Linked DNA regions of Mus musculus: regions 2 and 3 are each linked to region 1. The links are chromatin contacts, called in public Hi-C and HiChIP or PLAC-seq maps. All regions are on one chromosome and are shown on one strand. Each heading gives the region's core, a stretch centred on a gene start, on an enhancer-like site or on the middle of the called end of the contact. The rest is flanking DNA. Distances are from core to core; before and after follow the strand shown.

What was found. A called contact is a pair of places that touch in the nucleus more often than the background predicts. HiChIP or PLAC-seq counts read pairs in DNA pulled down with a chosen protein or histone mark.
Region 2: an H3K27ac HiChIP or PLAC-seq map of microglia shows a contact between it and region 1, with 3 times the contacts expected there. The contact joins two enhancer-like sites. A contact is called at or near these places in 1 of 484 Hi-C or Micro-C datasets (the G1E-ER4 cell line), 1 of 115 datasets of contacts at active chromatin or transcription factors (microglia) and 1 of 9 other capture datasets (liver).
Region 3: a Hi-C map of the G1E-ER4 cell line shows a contact between it and region 1, with 2.4 times the contacts expected there. The contact joins two enhancer-like sites. A contact is called at or near these places in 4 of 484 Hi-C or Micro-C datasets (the G1E-ER4 cell line and embryonic stem cells) and 1 of 9 other capture datasets (liver).

The regions. Positions count from the first base shown.
Region 1 is chr2:45,047,681-45,051,937 of GRCm38.p6, forward strand. All of the region lies in intron 2 of Zeb2 (zinc finger E-box binding homeobox 2), which reads right to left. Among named protein-coding and RNA genes, the nearest start is that of Mir5129, 27 kb to the left of the region's middle. Within about 2 kb of position 1,876, at least 88 of the 459 cell types and tissues checked have an H3K27ac peak or open chromatin away from gene starts, as enhancers often do. A contact at or near this core is called in the G1E-ER4 cell line and microglia, where this site is marked.
Region 2 is chr2:45,229,533-45,233,789 of GRCm38.p6, forward strand. No RefSeq gene overlaps it. Among named protein-coding and RNA genes, the nearest start is that of Gm28643, 99 kb to the left of the region's middle. Within about 2 kb of position 2,224, at least 13 of the 459 cell types and tissues checked have an H3K27ac peak or open chromatin away from gene starts, as enhancers often do. A contact at or near this core is called in microglia, where this site is marked.
Region 3 is chr2:45,183,521-45,187,777 of GRCm38.p6, forward strand. No RefSeq gene overlaps it. Among named protein-coding and RNA genes, the nearest start is that of Gm28643, 53 kb to the left of the region's middle. Within about 2 kb of position 1,826, at least 86 of the 459 cell types and tissues checked have an H3K27ac peak or open chromatin away from gene starts, as enhancers often do. A contact at or near this core is called in the G1E-ER4 cell line, where this site is marked.

The sequences.
Region 1 (4,257 bases), core at 626-3,125:
TCCCTGAAATCGGAAGGGAAAACCTGCCGCTTCAATCCGCAGGTCTGTCAGATTGCTAGAAATTACATTCTGCTCTGACTAACCTCTGCACTTGGATTGCTAACAACACGCAGCCTGCTCTATCAAAAGAGAATATCATACAACCAGGAACCGCTTTTGATTCGCTCTGTTCCAATAACCTGAGAAAAGTTTATGGACATGCCTTGCTGCCTGGACCTCAATTTCCACCAACCTGCACACTGTTTTGAATTTATAGCACTGCAGACTCATAGTAATATAAGGAAAATTTACGGGCTGGCTATCTGCTGCTTCATTGAAAGAAAATTAAGAGTTCACGTTATAACTGCACAACTGATAGTTGTTTTCTGATGCTTTGAGGAGGAAGCACACCCTTTGGAGGTTTCAATTAAAATGCCAGAAGAGAGAAGGCAAATTGATTAAGTCTCAAAATACAACTTATATTTTTTCAAAATGTTTCCCAGGAGGGAATAAACTTTATATTCTTCTATGTAAACACTATTTGTGGAGGACATAGGTTTAATAAAAATGATGTACGACCTCTTTATTAGATTTATAATTTGCATACAGGTAGTAAATATGGAACTTGGGTAAAAATGGTTTTATTTCAACAGACACACAGACAGACACACACAGACAGACAGACAGACTATCCTCTGTATATCACTTCTGTAGTAGCAATAAGTATCAAGTGACTATAGCCAAGGAAGCCATTATTATTACTTAAGGGATATTTCAAGGGAACTTATTCACTTCCAATAAGTTACTATCTTCAGCTACATTTACAGAACCTTTAAAAGAAATCAAGTCATGCAAAAACAAACACAAGTAAAACCAAGGGAATGTCTTTTGCAAGCAACACTTAACAAAACCATGACCACATTGCTGTGAGCATACATATTACAACTCTTTTATGTAACCCAAAGTTCAAGACACTAGACAGTGCAGAGGCTGCCTCAAAAACTTCGGGATTATTCCAAGGCTGTTCTGTTTTAAAGCATTTTCTTTTCCACAGTTGGAACTGGCCGAGGATGGGGTTTGAGCCCTGACTCGTAGTTTCTTTTGCCTTTGTCAAACTGTGTCACAACCGTAAAGTTATTTTAGCAGAGTGCATTTGCCTAGGTATTTCGCCTGTAGTAGTATAAGAGAAAAGGAAACAACAGTTTAATCTGTAAGTGAAGTAATGTGCGGGTGAAGGACGGCTCCAGCCCTGGCCAGTACTGGTCTTAGTCAGAAATCAGTATGTGGGATTTTTGAGCTTAAAAAAAAATCATAAATCCCTTCTTTCATTTCAATTTTCCTCAAGCAACTGCAGTGGGAATTAGGCAGGTTTGAAAGATCTAATTTCTTTCTAGGATCAGGCCTGATTGCTTCTATCATGGTTAATACTGACTTAAATGGGGAATTTGTGCAAATTCTTCAATATGGGTCGTTTTTGATATTTAAAAAAAAAATCCTTGGCGTATATATTCAGAATTGATCAGCTAATAGATTTCGTTGGGTTACACAGCAGATTTCCCTGAGGTAACTCTGGCACTGCCTTCCTAGATCAAAAGCAACCCCTTTGGCCTTCAATCTGGCTCTCACCTGTCATCCATACAGTGGCCAGGGGTTAAGCTCCAGCATTGTACCAGTATGCAAACTAGCAGATTTCTCAATCCCGTGGGTGTCAACCAGACAGAGGCACAGGGTGCCAAGCTCTCCTTATTAACTGCTCTCTCATCTTGGGCCAGCCCAGGGATCTGAGAACTTGCTGTAGTTAGAAAGAAGTCACCTGACTGTGAAGTTCCCTCCTGTCTATTTTCAATCACTATGGTCACAGTCACCATGAGTCAGGGTTCCTCATAGCAGCCCTGGCCAGTACAGCTTCCCCATAGAAGAAGTGCAGGGACCTCTCTCAGGGAAATCACGTGGAGGATACACACTATCATTCCCTGAAGATTGTCTCATTTTTGGAATCTCATGTGTGTCTTAAAAAAAAAAAAAGAACTCATTTTCTGTGTTTGAGCCCATTATGAATGTATACTAAGAACTGTATGTGTGCATTAATCTCCTGAGACTGAGAACAGATCACATTTCTTTTTCTCTCTGTCTCCAGAACAATCCTTACAAAAGGCACAAACTATTGTAAATAAGTAAACAAAGATGAAAAAATAAATGTAACTACCTTTCCGTCAAATTAGCTGATGTTGTAACCTGGACATAATCCCTGATTCCGTTCCCTCTTCTGCTTCTGAGGCATAAATTCAAGTCAAAACAGGATGTCTAACTTCTTCGTAGAGGACTGTGGTGTAGGAATGCCATCTTCTTACTCATTTGATTTTACAGAAACAGCTTTTCAGGAAGGGAAGAGGAAAGGAGGAGAGAAGGAAGGCCAAGTCAAACTGACCCCACTGCAGTCGAAAGAGAAGGAAGTTGGGCTTAAGGACTGGCATATGGGCAGCAACTTGCTCAAGGGCTCAACGTGTGTCAGTGGGACAAGTTGTATGGTTGCTTCAGGACCTGTGTTTATCTAGCTTGAAGAATTTAAAACCTTTAATGTCTTGGTGGTCTGTCGTTGTCTGTTTGGGTTGAAGTGATGGCTCAGCAGTTAAGACCACTTGTGGCTATGGCAGAGGACTTGGGTTTGGTTTCCAGCATCTACTTGGTGGCTGACAACCATTGTTCCAGGGGCTCTGATGCCCTCTTCTGAACTCTACCATGTAGTCCACATACATACATGGAAGTAAAACATTCATACACTCATACACATACAATAAGAACAAATAAATCTGAAAAAAAATGTTTTAAAACTCAAAGTTATGTGACTACCTTCCACCATATTCAGTCTCATCTCTCAATTTATCTGAACATAGAATCCAAATGGATTCTACAGAGGTATAGACATCAGGATGCTAAGCAACTTACCTAAGTTTTCCTTTTGCTTATTTTTTCCTGTTTCAGTTAATAGTTCCTTCAGGATTTAGATATTTATTTTTAAATTCCCCTCTCCCCCCCCCTTTTTTTTTGGTTGAGGATATTGCTCAACAGAGCTGGACAAGGCCTGGCCTTGCCTCCAGCATGAAGAAAACCATGTTTCCTTGTTTGGGATAATGCCGTTGAAGTACTAATAGATTAGCTTGGAGATTAAGCGTACAACATGACATACTATGGAGACTCGGTGCTATGCTATGTACAAACTTGAAGCTGATTCCATATTTTCCATATTTATGATTTATTTATTTTTTACCAGCAAAATTGTCTTATTTTGTATATTTATAATGGAAACATATACTCTAGATAGGAAGAAAACAAAATGTTTTCCAATTGTCATGTCAGCATGAAGAAAAACAAAACAAAACAAAAAAACCATTACACCAGCTTTTATAGTACTTTCAAAAGCTAGTGGGATGGCTCAGTGGGTAAAGGCACTTGCCGTCAAACCTGATGACATGAGTTCAATTCCTGGGACTTAAATATTAAAAGTCTAGAACCTACTCCTATAACATGCCTTGTCTACTGACTCCTGTGTGTGGATACACAAACACACACGCAATTAGATAAATGTAAAAATAAAATCTAAAACCAAAAAGAATGATTTCATAGGAACTTACCACTATCACTCACTAGCAGAGTTCTTACAACTATCCTTGGCTATGACATATGGATATTATGGAACTTGAAGTTAAACAAAAAAAAAATCATCAGTTTAAAATTTTGTTCACATTTCACCTGATAGAAGACATTCTGACACTTAAATTTCCTGAGAAAAAAAAGAAAATTTCTGCTCATTCTGAAATTTAAGTAGACAGCCCTTGAGAGATCACTGGGTAAGCCGGTGTTTTCTCAGGTTTAACTAAATAATTTATGCATACTTTCACTTTGGCATGATGAAGCAATTTTAGCCTTTAAAACCCGCAAGTACTCAAGTGGGAAAAGGTCTGGTTCCTGCAACTTAAATAATTTAAACATCCAGGTGGAAGTGCCTCCAGCACTTTCCCTTTTTAAGACAAAGGAAGATGACTTTAGAAATGTGAGATACCAAAAAAAAATTGATAAAAGACATAACCGCGGATGCATTTAATTTAGATTGGAAATCCTACTCTTTTTTTTTTTGTTTGTTTTGTTTTGTTTTGTTTTGTTTTGTTTTGTTTGAATGATGGGCTCCAGAATGAGGTGAAATGCCTGCTTTCTTGGGGATTGTAACAAATAGGCACATAGAAATGTTGTATGAGCAGAGCCCTGAGCCAAATGTATACG
Region 2 (4,257 bases), core at 974-3,473, 180 kb after region 1:
CAGCCTAAGTCTCTGACAGACACCGTTTTCATTAACAAACAGAAACAATCTCTTTTCTTTCCTTCACTTTAACATTTCTCAAGGGTTGGATGCCTCTCTTCTGCTGCTTTTCCGAGAGTAAAGGGAGCTTGTTAAGTCGCTTAGATATTTTGACTGCGGATGCTCTTTGGCCACTTGCCTGTAGCAACAGTGTCAAAGCCTAACTTGGTATAATTGCTGTGTGGCAGGCAGAAGAGTGTTCTGTCTTTATGTTCAAGCTGCTGAGCAGAAAGGAAGTGTCATATTGGAAAATCCTGTGAACTATCCTCAGAGTTCAGGCAAAATTGATTGCGTATCGTATCATACCTGTTAGGACTTTTATTCTTTGCCTGTAAAACAATGGGAATTTAGCTAAGTCAATTACAAGATGTTAAATTGTATGTTTTTTTTTTTGTAGTGAGATGGAGTAATGATAAAAAAAATTAATCTTAAAAGTGAAAGCAGATCTGAGGCCTTAGTAATTTAAAAAGTAAGTTAGAAAGCATTAAAAATTTTAATTAACCACTGAGTCACAGTTTATATATTATATGAAGCACAAATGACAATTTTGATAGACGTCTGTGTAACAGAGACATGCATAATTTACATGTATTAGTAATACCCATTTTGCATGTGGAAATTAAGATTATAATATCTTATAAAACTTTAAAAGTATACAGCAGTCCAAACCGTGCTTATTATAAAATGCACCATGATGCCATGTGTATTCTGTGAAATGTGATTTTTTGCTCTCCTCCCATCAGGCAATATGAAATTTGGGGCACATGGTAATGAATGATAGAAAACCACAGACTTCCCCCTAGCTATTTCTATGTGAGATGCATGTATGTGCATCTTCATGGATGACTCTTAGAGTGTGTGCCCGGTACACATTACATCTATCGGTTCACACGGGGCTGCCAAGCGCTGGCATTCTTTAGTCTGAGAAAAATGATCTTTCCAGTTAAGTACACTCTCCCTATGCCTCACAAACTGTACAAAACTGCACGCTGCTGGCAGGTAATGGCTTGTAATTAGCATGGCAGGCAGGTAATGACTGGAAAGCACCTGCCAATTGTTTCTGAGGTTGTCTCTCTTTCAAAACTCCGGATGAGTGGAAAGTCATGAGGGGTATCAGGATGTAAAAGGGGGAGAGAGGAAGGATACCACCCAGGGGTCTCTTTCTGCGTAGACCATCTCCCTGTTTGTTTCCTATTTTACCCCCAGGCTCTCTTTGAGGCACTCCAAAGAGGCACAGGGAATTGGCAGGTTCCTTTACCTGCCTGCTGTTCCTACTGGGAGAGACGGTGCCTGTTGAGAAATTCTAAGCTGTTTTGGAAGCAAACCAATCCTTTCAGATTCAGCCTGTATGCTCGAAAATTGGGATTGAGAGACTATGGTGGTTCAGTTTGTTTGAAAAAGAACCACGGATTACTTAAAGCCAGATTTCACTTCCCTGTTACGACCTACTTCTTTTTCTTTTAGTGAGTTTTCCCCAACTTCATGGAGAGCTGTTGATGTTGAAGCAAGAAAAATTGGGCAAGGATCTTGTACAAAATAGAGGCTGGACCAGTTGTCTAAGAATTCTGTAAATATCTTAAGCCAATATAAACTCTCTCTCTCTCTCTCTCTCTCTCTCTCTCTCTCTCTCTCTCTCACACACACACACACACACACACACACACATACACATGCACATACATACACACACACACACACACACACTTTATAAATCAAGTTAGTAACTTGGTTGAGTACTTAAAGAGGAAGACATGGAAGAAGGGCAAGCTGGACAACGTGTGGCCTCTAAAACTGAGGGACATGTATCCTTCTCCAACCCATTGCCATATCACACATAGATACAGAACAGCCAGCTTGCCTGCATTTTTAATAGGAGACTCTGAATCTGACATTTTATATAGTAAGTATTCCCATATCTTGGAACAAAATGCTTAAAGAGTGAAAACTTTGTCCGAGTGAAACAAACCAGTGGCCTGATTGTAGTGTGAAAGCTAATTGACCATTTTCTGTCTCCAAGTACGTTATCCCCTCTTATCTGTTACCTTTATTTTTTTCTAATCCCAATAGAATAATAAAGGGGAAAACCAGAAGCAAACTTACACGTAGAGTGGATGTTGCCTGTTTTTAAAAAGTTCCTCATGACTACTATGTCCCAATGCTTAGAAATGGGTCTTTTAGGGAGTTTCCCCCCAATCAGGTCTGCTTGGTTATGCGTTTTCTCTACATGCTGAGGATTCATTTCGGCAACACTGAAGGTTCTTTCAGAGATCTTTCTCAACAGAAGTCTTTAAGCCTGAGCTGTAAAAAGACATTGTGAAGCAAACCTGCTAGCTCAGGCTTCTTTCAGGCCAGAAATGCACAGGCTCCCCCAAGTCCAGGTTAGGAGCTGTCTGGTACTGCTGCATCCTTCACAGAGACACTCCATCCTATAGAAGCACTTGATGAAGCCTTTAAACATTCAGATGACACTGGAAGGAATGTTTTACTCCCTGGAATAAATATTCAGATACATTTTCTATCTAGTAGACACGAGTTTAAACCCTCTAATGCCTTTTCTGAATATTTAAAGAGAAATTGGAAGTTGTCTTTTCATTTTCATTCTGAATACCACCAAATACATTCCTGTTTTGATATCCAGTATACTAGCACAATTAAATGATGAGGTTTTTTTTTCCCTTTTTTCCAATTAGGGTCAATCACAAAAATGTTACTGTAGCTTTTTAATGTAAAACATCAAGGTAAAATTTGCTATGTTTTAGGGCTTAGCCTTGAACAAAATTATGAAAGTGATTTCTCTTAGGTCAAGTTATTTTTCTTCCATCTATGTATAAGAAATTGTCCGGCAATGAAGATTAGCGGCTATTGGTCATCCTTACATAGCGTGTATTGGTTCGCACGGGCACGACAGCAGGGAGAAGATATAGTTGTTCTGCCTGTGCCACGGACCGCAGAGAAGTATGAGCCAGAGAGGAACAGATTCCAGAGGGGGCCTCAGCACTCCGAAAATCATTGTGCTGATAATTTCATTTTTTCTATGCACCTACTGCAATCTTAGCAGATTTCTATGTATATCAATCACAAAATTATCTGCTTATGTATCAGTTGCTGATTTTGTTTTTCCCTCCAGAGCAAGTAGATAACTTCAGTATTAGAGCTTTATTGACAGCTGAGAAAATGGGGTCTGTATAAAGGCAAGCCTGCAGCTGGGTGTGATGTTCTTTGATACAGCAGTCAGGAGACAGAAGCAGGAGGATCTGAGTTCGAGACCAGCCTGGTCTACAGAATAAATTTCAAGGCTGTCTCAAAAGGAAACAAAACAAAGCAAAACAAAATAAACAACAAAAACAAAGAAAACAAAACCGTCAAACTAAAACAAGGTAAAGTTGTATCTGACCAAATTTTTTCATAGTTCCCAAATGTATTTTGTTATGGGTTGGTGACTAAGTCTTTTGCATGCAACTCTGTCCCCTTTCTAGTTGTCATCAATTTTGTGTAAGTGCCCTTTTCAAAGAAAGACAATAAATTCAATCTCACAGTTAGTTACTAGCTTCTAGTTCTTAGTGTTTTTTTCCCCTTCCTCCCTCAAATGCATGGTAATTAAGATCAAGTTCTATACAAAGTCTTGAAATTTTTTTTCTTGTGGTAAGTTGTACTCAGTATTTAAACTCTTGAGAGATTCAGTTTTAACTTGCATGTGGCCAAATCAAACTGTAGGCACAGAGATTGAGAACTGTCCTGAGTCAATGGTTGAAGGACTTGTGAAGGCAAGGTGTGTATTCTACAGCTGTGCCAGCTTTCTGACATCCACAACTATCCCTGCCATTAATGACAGTTGTGTTTTCTTATAGTCCGGAGGGCAAAGATGCTGAAATCTGATCCATTTTTTTCTCACCTGTTTGCTCTTATATGAGCTAAGACCAACCCTGAATAGAATCTTATGTGGCAGATCTGAGTTTTCCATAAGGTAGGGCTCAGAGAGGATTCCAAAGGAAACTCCCATCAGTAACAACTGCATGTAAAATTGCAGCTCTTATGCAGTGCATTCAGCAGGGCCACGCTGCAGTGATTAGCAGCCGGGTCTGTGCGATGTTAAGAGAAGGCCCTGGTGAGGTCACGTTAGTCTGTTAAGGAACCAGAATTTTCTATTGGAATTTGTAACAAGAAACTGAAATTATATCATGATTTAAAAATCCTTAAAACATCATTTATTCCCAGGTT
Region 3 (4,257 bases), core at 576-3,075, 140 kb after region 1:
GTGATCTGCAGGGTAATTGCATTCCAAAAGATAGCCCAGGCTGCCTTCTTTCTCAAGCTGGATTTGTTCCTGTGTGATAGATACTGCTGTCCCCAGCCTCCTTGGGGGGGCAGTGGTAGTTGTCTCTTATCAGGTGGTTTAACTCAGGGAGAATTCACTGTGAGTGAATTAATTTCCACTCTAGCTTCCCCTAAGAAACAAAGTACCTAGTTTCTTTAAAAGAGGATGTCCGGCATTATTTGGAAAAGGATGCTTTTGACTGTTAGCCTGTCCTTATTTTTACTGCAAGTGTGAAAACATTTCATATAGCAGGGTTGCTATGTGCCTGATGGTCCCAGCTTCTGAACACTTTGACCTCACTCATTTGGTTCTTTAAAATGAAATGTTTCTTTGCCCATTTTTTTTCTGTCTCAGCTCTCTCTCTTATTTTTGAATCTACGTACGCTTTAGGATTTGCTAGAAGAACAAAATAAATTTTGAACAAAGGGGAGGGAGGATGAAACCGAAGGAAGTTGTGAAAAATAGCCCCTTCTTTCCAAACTGATTTAGAAGGGCTGTGATTAGTCCTGTTCTGCTGGAGGCGACTTCGGTTTTCATTCAGTGGCTCCAGTTCGTTTGTACCTGATGTCACTGGTGCTGAGGTCAAGGGCTTGACTTCACAGTCGCTGCTGCACATTTTCCCAAGAGCGTATGGAGGGCTAACACGGTCACTGGAGAGTAATGCAGGTCCTCAAAGGGACCAGGGGCACGCAAGTCGAAGCTGACATTCCAGTCCTACTTTCGTCATTCCTTACATCAGAACAGAAGGTGCCACTTAAAATGTGAGCTCTTCACTCCCTGCATCTCTGTCTCCTCATCTGTTCAACAGAGATAAGATTTCCCCCTTTTCTACCTTACCAGGATCTGTGAAGATTAGATACTGGCTGTAAAGTCCTTACACAAAGGTACTGGCCTTATTCTAAACAAGATTAGTCAACAGATGGGGGGGGGGGGGAGGTGGGACTCTCTCCCCAGTGGATTGCCTAATACCTTTGAACTGGTACTAGGAGTTAGCTGCCCATTTCTCCCAGTTTGGTTGGTTGGGGAAAGTTAGGTGTGAGTGGTTGGCTTCCCTATTTATTTATAAAGTTAAAAAATTGTTTGATAGTGAAAGTTTGCATTAATAAAAATAGAGTGTGCTTTGAATCTAAAACAGGTTTTATTTGAAAAGAAGGTGTAGGGGAGGTCTCTAGGAACATATGTGCCACTGAGGGCTATTTGCATATATTTGATCTGCAAGCATGCTCCAGTGATTTCCACAGTATACCTTGGAGTTTTAAGTTGTAGCAAAGAGCTGCTGCAATGGCACGGCAATACAGTCGCTCTCTCCAGCTTTATTGTGCCATACAGCGACAACTTCATTTTTAGCGTTAAAAAAAAAAGTCCTCTTCACTTAATTCAGACAGTGACCTGCAGGCCTCATTCTGACTGAAGGAGCCATTCAGAATACTTGCAGACAAAAGCCGGGCTTTTTCCTAGCAACCAGATCAAAGCCAGATCTCCCAGAATAGCTCCCGCCCAGGTTTCCTTTGGCGCTTAGGTTCACAAGGATTTTGAGTCTCATGGTATCCAGTTCAAACTGCTTTTTTCAAACTGAAATGGAAAGGAAAACTCCCGAGGAATTTTAGTAGCCTCGGAAAGCTGGCGAGTGTTGCCACGCCACTTAATCTTGGGAGAACGTGGTGGTCGTTGGAAGCATCTCTAAGTTGGTTATCGCCTACATCTGCATGTACCTTCTGCCTGGCTCCCAGAGAATGGTCGCTCTGTTTCCTCTCTGCCGGTACCTAATATCAGCTATGCCCAGGAGCCGCCTGATGAAGACTTCCTGTTTGTTTTGAGTCATTCTTGGGGTGATAAATATACTTGAGCTTTCTGCTTAGAGAAGAAAGAAACCAGCTGCCCTGAACTGAAGAGAAAAAATGCAGAAATTCACTGAATGGCCCTGTTATCATAGACTTTCAAGGGCGGCCTAAAAATGAGAACTGTAAGACTGGACAAAGTAAATAATTTCCATACTGAAGCCTCTCACCAGAGGCTTAGACCCAAGCTGTTTGTCTTTAATCATTTGGGCAAACCATACATTTTTCACTCTTCTAAGAACAACAGCATTGTTTAGAAATTTTGTAAAATGTAAACTTACACTACAGAGTAATGGTGAGCTATATAAATAAGCAATTACAGTTGTGGTTTTTTGATCTGACCACAAGCTTTTAATGCCATTTGTGTATGAACATATAGTGCTTCTGGGTAAACAATAATGTTTATCCTGTTGGGTCATCCACTGCTCTAGTGAGCCATTTGCATACATGATTGTTTGGATTGTAGACTAGCCCAAGAACAAAAGAATATTATAAAATTACTTCAAGCAAGAATGACAGGAAATCCTTTATAGCTCAAATATCACTTCTTAAATAAAGCTGTGGAATTTTTGTCCTGTTTTCATCTCACTTTTGTTTCTGAATAGGTTTGAATTTGGTGACCAGAGCATCCTAAGGGGGAAGTTTTTACCTGTGGTCCTGAGACTTCAAGTTTTTTTGTTTTGTTTTGTTTTTTTTAAATCTGAATGTCCTCTCCACCATCTTTTGATGTTTGTTTTCAGTTCAGTATGGATTTCTAAGAGTTGTGTCAGACTCTGCCTTCCATGTGCTCAGAGTGAATCGCACACTTCTTTCTAAGAAGCTACAGTCTCTGAATGTGATTTCAGTAGTAGAAGAAAAGTTTACTAAGAATCTAGGCTATGTCTTCCAGGCCAGCAGAAAGGAAATGCTTAATTAGTACAATTCAAATTGAAGTTACCATTCAACCTCATGGTGTCAAGTGAATGATGCAGGTATCTAGGCAGGGTAGGGTACTTGTCCTTGTGACTAGGTATATCGACCATAAAACTGCACTTGAATCGTTGAGTATGAAGTGTCCCTAACCTGCTGCAGTCGCTGATGGAATGACTAGAACATAAACATAGTGTTTCTTGGAGGAGAGAATTACAATATTACAAGTTCGCTGGAGACAGGATTCAAAGCTCAAGGTAGAAAAAAATGAAATGACATTGACCACTCATAAAAGATTGACCATGTTGTATTTATATATTTAGGAACATAGATATGAATTATATATATATATGTATATATATATATACATATATATATATATATATATATATATATATATATATATATCCCATATATATATAACAATAACTAATGAAAACAGGGCCACAAATTTGAAAAAGAAGAAGGAGGGGTATATGGGTTTGAAGGGAGGAAAGAAAAGGGGAAAATAATGTAATTATAATCTCAAAACATAAAAGAAATAATAAAAATGTTAAAAGAAATAAATGGTAACTTGACTTGGGTGGAACCTGTCACTTAAGAAGTGTGAAATATACTCTAGTTTTCAGTGCTATTTAATGACAAGCATTAAGGAGTGAAGCAAAACTCTCATGCTTCCATTGATACTACACATGCCAATCATGGTTGCTTTCTCAGCACCAGTATTTGCTTAGACCTGGCCAAATGAACAGTGACTGAGGTAGCACGTTTGTGAGCTTACCTTAAGGAGATGAGCAAATTTGAGGGAGTTCACCCACTTTCTAAGCAGTACACATGTCTTCATATTGGAATCAAAACCTAATAATCATATTTTATAGAAGTGTATGGCTCTACTAGTTACAAGATATCTTCCCTGGCGACCCTTCCTGGAACCATTGAGTGTATCTAAGTGGGAAGAGCAGATGACATTCTGCCCTGCCCTGGTGGCTATGCCTGAAGCAAGGCTCTTCCTTTGGAAGTAGAGATGATTCCACACACTGTGTAATAACATTTCAAGGGAATTTCCTATGGCATACAGGTAGCAAGGGAATATTTCTGAGTGTGGTATCTTGTAGCAGCTGAAGATAGTGGGTCCCATAGCAATGAACTCAGAATGTCCTCAAACTTGTCATGACACCCAATTTCTGATCCCAAGAGTTCCCGAAAAGTTCTTTTTTAATAGATGGGGAACTGGCGTGAGGTATTTTGGTTCATTTGCTGGTTGTGCAAAGGCTTTGAAGAAAAAAAATATTTTATTAGAAGAAATAAGGGTGGGAGAGGGAGGGTTTTTCACACCCATTTTCACACCTTCTGAGGTGATGAGTCCAGCCCTCACAAAGCAAAATGGCAGGTTTCACACTAAACCCACCCAGACAAATTCTTGTAGTACCTACTCATTTATCTCTTCAAG